2 separate regions of the Drosophila melanogaster genome follow, and region 2 is linked to region 1. Evidence: chromatin contacts called from public HiChIP or PLAC-seq data. All regions are on one chromosome and are shown on one strand. The core of a region is the stretch at or near the end of the contact, and the rest is flanking DNA. Distances in the headings are between cores, read along the strand shown.

Region 1 (3,472 bases), core at 641-3,140:
AGATTAAGCTTCTTCAGGTAATTTTGCACCTCCGACTTCACTTCCGCGCCCCGGAGTCCTCGAAGGCGGCTAAAGAGCTGAATGTGACTAACCGAGCTAAGGTGCTTAAAGAGGACGTTCTGCTGCGGGCACAGACCAATGCATCTCTGGGCCTGTCTTCGTTCCTGCCGGATGTCAAAGCCATTTATCAGAGCCGTCCCCGAAGTGGGCGAAATGAATCCAGCCAGCATACTGATAAGTGTGGTCTTGCCCGCTCCATTGTGTCCCATTAGCACCGTGATCTGTCCCTCGAACATGTCGAAGCTAACGTTCTTCACGACCTCCATCTTGCCGAAAGTCTTGCTAAGACCTCTGATCTGAACGCCGGCGATCTTGTCCACGGGATCTGGTTCAATCAATTGGAGGTCGGGACGTTCCTCATCTGGGGCCGCGCTATATATGCCGAATATTCTGTTAAAGAGACGGCTATAGGGCAAGAGACTTTCTGTGGAGCAGCAGCGGGTGCAGGGGAAATGCCAAGGTTGGGGAACACCGTAAGGGCCTGGCCGGATTTTCTCAAGGTATAGGCATAGAAGCAGGGAAAGAAAGCTAGCCAATATCATGACCAAAAGGATATAGCCAACGCTCAGCGTGCCTCCCGGCCATGAGGTCTCGAAGAGATTACCCCACTGTAGACCTTCACCGTAGTCCTCCCACATGCAAATGCCGACGACCAACACTTGCAGTCCAGACAACAAGAAAAGGCTGAGGAACACGTTCAATCCTTCCGAACATCCCTTTGAGTGCAAAATCAAAAAGGGAAGATAGGTGGCAATCAAGGCAAGAAAAGTAACCAGCGAGATGCGATATGTTGTAGAGATTAGACTGCTCATCAGGAAGCTAAAGCAGATCGTGCAGTGGCTGAGCACTAGCAGAACGAACAGTGCCATCGACCAGTGGGTGAAGGGCATAAAGGATATCTCAGAATTTGGTAGGACGAGTTTCCAGAACAACGTTATTATCGATGATCCGATCAAGAATATTATGAAGGTCTGGATGTACCACGCCACCCACTGCAGACAAGAGCCCACACCCATCAGGTTCAGTGTCACCTTAAGCTGGAGCTCCTTTTCCTCGACGATGGACTGTAACATAGAGTATGACAATCATTAATTAATATAACCTTCACGGCTAAAATTTCGTTACCTTTGTCAAGCTGACAACCACAAAGAAGATAATGATTACAATAATCATTATGCCCACATCTTGTAAGGTAGATGAGTTGTCCGACTTAAAAATTGGCGGGGAAGGAAGGTCCTTAATTGGTGGAAACTTGATATCCCCCTGGGTCTTATTGAATTCCTTACACTTGTGCTTAATATGGACCTGGCTCAATGCCTGCTGTACGGCTAAGAAGCCGGTTTTATATAACGGATACGATCCGTCTGCTAAGTACATAATATCCACGTTTAAATCAACTGGCTTGCCAGAATGGAGGGTGAAAGACAGCTTATCAGGCCATTCTGTCCAGGGGTCGGAAAATTTGATACCAATCACAGAACTTTGTTCCTTCGAAAAACTAACCAAGGCTTCATAAAGTTTGTGCGAGTTTTCAAATCCTGTGGTTTTATTTACGTTCAGCTCTGCCACAATCGACTCGATCAACTTAGTTTGGGGAGCGAAGTAAATATATGAGCTTTAAGGATAGTAAAAAATTTAAATCTCTAGTAATGGAGGAAGTACTAGCATGTAGGACTTACGGTAAATTATAAAGAAACGCCGCAGTTGGTATTGGATCCGGAATTTTTGGTTTGTTCCTCAGTAACGGTATAAGCCTTGCGCACATACAAAGTAAAGGCAGGAGGGCAAAGAAAAAGAAAAGGCTGACCACATAACATTTGCGGCCTTTGAGCATTGAAAAGTTTTTCCACAACAGCAACAACAACTTTATAATCCAATTTGGAGCTTTGTGGTCAGCCATAATCGATTTCATACAAGAACTTTAAGTGTGTAAATATTTTGTCACTTAACTAAAAGCAACTCTGTTTAATTTTTGACTCAATTAAAACCCAGCACTGTTTCGTTTCATTTCATTTATTTTGTTTTTGATGTTCAGGTATAAACTCATATGTACACAAAATTCGTTAGAGAAATACATCACGCAAATGCAGAGCTACTGGAAAAGCGAAAAAAAGAGTATAAAAAGAATGAAGTATAAAATGTAAAAGACAATGCGGTAGCCGTTGTGACAATCAGTTACTTCATCGTAAATTTGCTACATAACTATAGTGAGATATTGACTTTAGTGAGCTATTTCAGTCCAATCACATTGTGTTCTCGTTACCAGAAGTGTATAATGCTTTGCTTGCATGCCCCAAAAGAAATGCGTTAGCAAGGGAATGCTTAGTGTTGTTGATTTAATGATTCTTGATGCTGTTTCTGTTGCTGCTGCACTGGCACCTGTTGATTCAGAACGGGCGGAGGACTCTGATTGTGGATCTGTTGTTGTGCTACGGGTTGCTGTTGGGCAGTTTGCTGCTGCTGCTGTACTGGTTGCTGTTGCTGCACAGTTTGCTGCTGCTGCTGTACTGGTTGCTGTTGCTGCACAGTTTGCTGCTGCTGCTGCACAGGCTGCTGCTGCTGTTGCACAGGCTGTTGCTGCTGTTGCACCGGCTGTTGCACAGGCTTTTGCTGTTGCTGCACTGGCTGTTGCTGCTGATAGACTGGCTGCTGTTGCTGATACACAGGTTGATTTTGGTATACCGGTTGTTGTTGCTGCGGAATCTGTCCAGCGTGTTGGTAAACCTGGTTGGGTTGCAGCTGCACAGGCTGCTGTCCGTTTCCGTACTGCTGCTGTTGGTATTGCTGGGCATATTGCTGTTGCTGTTGCGCGTATTGCTGTTGCTGCTGGGCGTGTACTTGGTCAGGATGCTGGTAGTGCAATTGGGCGCCCGGTGGTGCCTGTTGGTAGGCCACGCCTCCTGGTGGTGGAGCAGCATAGTATCCCTGTGGCATGTTCGGGTGCGGTGGCAGCTGGCCCTGAGCAATCAAGCGCTGCACTTCCTCCTGCCGCCGGCGTTCGTACTCCAGATACTCCTCGTGTGTATACTGCTGCTGTCGGTCGATGGTCTCCCATTCGGGGTCCTTTTGAAATTCTTCCTTGTTAGTCTGCACCATGAACTCGTCGATGCTGATTAAGCCGTCGTGGTTCATGTCCGTCTCCTGAAAGTAGTGCTCGCGCATACGTTCCATTTCCTCTGCTCGCTCCCTCATATCGTCCTCGGGAAGATCACTCTGATAGACCTTGTCCAGTTCCTTGACAAACAGAGCTTTGACCTCAGCCTCGTCCCAGTAGCCGTTGCTGTCGACGTCGTGGATGGAGAAGAATGTCTTCGGATCAAAGTCGTTCTTGTCCATGTGGTCCTGCTTCTCCCACACATCCTCTAGTTGGGCCTTGTTGCCAGGGTGGTGCAGCTTCTCGTGGTCCTTATGC
Region 2 (3,702 bases), core at 551-3,050, 52 kb after region 1:
CAAGGTCACACAGCTGACGGGCTTCGGCACCATCGTCAATCCCAACGAGGTGGAGGTTAAGAAATCCGACGGCTCCACGGAGACTGTCAAGACCAAGAACATCCTCATCGCCACCGGCTCGGAGGTTACCCCCTTCCCTGGCATTGAAGTAAGTGCAAAACCTCTACAGCGCGCTTGATTACTAATGCATGCCATTCAAAAACCTTCACAGATCGACGAGGAAGTTATTGTGAGCAGCACTGGCGCCCTGAAGCTGGCCAAGGTGCCCAAGCATCTGGTTGTCATCGGCGCCGGTGTCATTGGCCTGGAGCTGGGTTCGGTATGGTCGCGTCTGGGCGCTGAGGTCACTGCCATTGAGTTCATGGATACGATCGGCGGCGTGGGCATCGATAACGAAGTCTCCAAGACGTTCCAAAAGGTGCTCACCAAGCAGGGTCTTAAGTTCAAGCTGGGCACCAAGGTGACGGCTGCCTCTCGCAGCGGCGACAACGTCACCGTGTCCGTGGAGAACGCCAAGTCTGGCGAGAAAGAGGAGATCCAGTGCGACGCCCTGCTGGTCAGTGTTGGACGTCGTCCCTACACCGAAGGTTTGGGTCTGGAGGCCGTGGGCATTGTTAAGGATGACCGCGGCAGGATCCCCGTCAACGCCACTTTCCAAACTGTGGTGCCCAATATTTACGCCATCGGCGACTGCATCCACGGACCCATGTTGGCGCACAAGGCTGAAGATGAGGGCCTCATCACCATTGAGGGCATCAACGGCGGCCACGTGCACATCGACTACAACTGCGTGCCCAGTGTAGTCTACACGCATCCCGAGGTCGCGTGGGTTGGCAAGAGCGAGGAGCAACTGAAGCAGGAGGGTGTTGCCTACAAGGTGGGCAAGTTCCCCTTCCTGGCCAACTCTCGTGCCAAGACCAACAACGACACCGACGGTTTCGTCAAGGTTCTGGCCGACCAGGCCACCGATAAGATCCTGGGAACCCATATTATCGGACCTGGTGCCGGCGAGCTCATTAACGAGGCTGTGCTGGCCATGGAGTACGGAGCCGCTGCCGAGGACGTTGCCCGCGTTTGCCATGCGCATCCAGTAAGTGATTACCTAATCTGATTTGAACCTTTCGAACCTAATGCGCACAATTCCTTCTTTCAGACATGTTCCGAGGCCCTGCGTGAGGCCAATGTGGCAGCTGCCTTTGGCAAACCCATCAACTTCTAAGCACTTCCCAATCTCTGCCAGATAGTGAAGAATTTTGCACCGCGTTTGAAATCTTTGAATAACCCCTATTCGAAAAATTATCCTGACGGCCGAAACGACAGTCTCCGCATATTTGTAACTCTCAATGTAGGAACAGAAAAGTGGAAAATATAAATAATGGTAATGGCGCCAGGCGTTAATTGCAATGTAATATGTGTATTAAGCTAGAATAAATACAACACTGTTTGAAAACTCGAAACTGCAGTTCTGCAGATTAATTCTTTTTCAATGTCGTTAGATTTTCTGGTGTACCACTAATAAAGCTATAAGCATAAAAATAATAGGAGTCCTGTTAAAAAAAAAAAATTGTTCAATTGGTCTCTACAATTTATTTACCATCAAACAATTACATTAAATTTCAAGCCATACGTTCACAAGTAAGATGTAAATAGGTAATACCCTTAAATAGAGAGTTATAAAAAAAATGATAATAAATAACATTCTTTATTAAATTTGAATATTAATATTAATCCACGATTTAGCGGAAAACTCGCCAAGCTGAGTATCACTGTTCACAGCTGTCGTACCGGCTTTTCAAAAGCCATCTGGCAACGCTCGCGAACGCTCAGTGTCAAAATTTCGGCCGTTTCGAACAAATAATTTATTTTTGGGCTTTGTTCACACATTTAGCACCGCATTATTCCCAATATTTTTTACTCAAAAGTTTTGGGGTACAAAATTCATAGCTCATTGCAATGTTCCGATTTGGCAAGCTCCATCGCAGTCTGTCTAAGGTGGCCAAAAAGGGACAGACAGCTGTGTATTCCCAGCGCCGTTGCATTCAGGCGAGGAGTTTCTTGCCGGGATTGGCTAGTAGGACGGCTGGAACGCCCTCTGCGACGGCCCAGGTAACCGGTGGAAACAAGCAGCACGTACACCCCCATGGTAATTCCGTTAACAGTGGCCACGAAGAAGTAAGTGCATTCGTAGAAATAGTTTACATAACACAAGACTCTAATATATTACCCCAACCCAGCATAACACCCGCTGGCCGAGGAAAGTCTTTAGTGGCATCCAGCCGACGGGTTCCCTGCATCTGGGTAATTATCTCGGCGCCGTGCGCAAATGGGTGCAGCTGCAGAATGCTCGTGACGATGTCACCGTGTGTATTGTGGATTTGCACTCTATTACCATGCCCCACAATCCGCCGCTTCTGCGAGAGAACATCTTCACCATGGCCGCCACGTTGTTGGCATGTGGCATCGATCCCACCAAGAGCACCCTCTTTGTCCAGTCCGCCGTTGCCGAGCACGCCGAGTTCAATTGGATCCTTAGCTCCTTGACCACCATGCCGCGATTGGCTCAACTGCCGCAGTTCCGAGAGAAGTCCCGTCTTCTAAAGGATGTCCCTCTGGGATTGTACGTTTACCCGGTTCTCCAAGCAGCCGACATTATGCTTTACAAGTAAGTAAATATATTCCGTTTTTTGTTCAGAATGTAAGCCGGGAATGCAAGAGTCCTAGTTGCTTATCAGACTTAAATGCTTTGGTTCAGCTTTACATATTTTTAAACCACCCTTTAATATCTGAAATGGTTTGCCATTTGCTTACTTATTATAGTACTTATAATATTCATATTCGTTTTTCGATCAGGTCCACTCATGTTCCTGTGGGCGCTGACCAGATTCAGCACATTCAGCTGGCCCAGCACTTGGCCAGAATTTATAACGGTCGCTATGGCGAGACTTTCCCTGTTTGCACCGCCATCATTGAGGATGGTGATGCCTCCCGTGTGCTGTCCCTGCGAGATCCCTCCAAAAAGATGTCTAAATCGGAAGCGAATCCCAAGGCCACCATCAACTTGTGTGACTCGCCCGACTTGATTACGCAGAAGATAAAGAAAGCCGTCACAGACTTTACATCGGACATTACTTATAATCCTGGCAAGCGTGCTGGCGTCAGCAATCTGGTCAACATCCATGCCCAGGTCACGGGACAGAGCATTAAGACAGTGGTGAACGAGGCCGCCACTTTGGACACGGCAAAGTATAAGGACCGTGTGGCGGAGGCTGTGGTCGAGCACTTGCGTCCGATCCGAGAACAGATACACCATCACATGACTAAGCGCAACGAGATGATCTACTTGCTGGAAGTGGGTGCAGAAAAGGCACGTCAGCAGGCACGCCAAACGTTGAACGATGTTAAACAGCGCCTAGGACTAGGAACCAGTGCCAACATTCCGGCTGCGGTGCATGTGGCTCCACTTCTGCCCGCACCCGATATTTCCAAAACCTCAGCAAGCAGGCGAATGTCCAAGGACTTCGACGGGAATGTCCACGAGCGTCACGAACGGATGTACGGATTCGGAGATCAGCCAAGCGGAGGAGCTGGTCAGTCAGCCACCGGCGAGGTGGCGGATATGCCTCAGGCCGTTGTACCGCGGGTGATCCGTCGGGCGCCCATCGTTCCCACTCAGTCTATGCGCGTAGAGAAACAACTAGGTAG

The links. HiChIP or PLAC-seq counts read pairs in DNA pulled down with a chosen protein or histone mark.
Region 2: an H3K27ac HiChIP or PLAC-seq map of the Kc167 cell line shows a contact between it and region 1, with 2.1 times the contacts expected there. The contact joins the promoter of TrpRS-m here to the promoter of CG42816 in region 1. A contact is called at or near these places in 44 of 107 Hi-C or Micro-C datasets (the Clone 8 cell line, the D17-c3 cell line, the Kc167 cell line and 17 more) and 3 of 6 datasets of contacts at active chromatin or transcription factors (all in the Kc167 cell line).

The regions. Positions count from the first base shown.
Region 1 is chr3L:17,795,704-17,799,175 of dm6, forward strand. It overlaps CG42816, which reads right to left and starts at 1,891. Exons shown (of 11, transcript NM_168748.4): 1 at 1,740-1,891; 2 at 1,186-1,675; 3 at 1-1,124. The coding sequence starts at 1,437. NUCB1 (Nucleobindin 1) reads right to left here. Exons shown (of 2, transcript NM_140751.4): 2 at 2,035-3,472. The coding sequence ends at 2,383.
Region 2 is chr3L:17,847,927-17,851,628 of dm6, forward strand. It overlaps TrpRS-m (Tryptophanyl-tRNA synthetase, mitochondrial), which reads left to right and starts at 1,801. Exons shown (of 3, transcript NM_140761.3): 1 at 1,801-2,172; 2 at 2,235-2,662; 3 at 2,851-3,702. The coding sequence starts at 1,954. It overlaps CG7430, which reads left to right. Exons shown (of 4, transcript NM_140760.4): 2 at 1-148; 3 at 212-1,090; 4 at 1,154-1,675. The coding sequence ends at 1,219.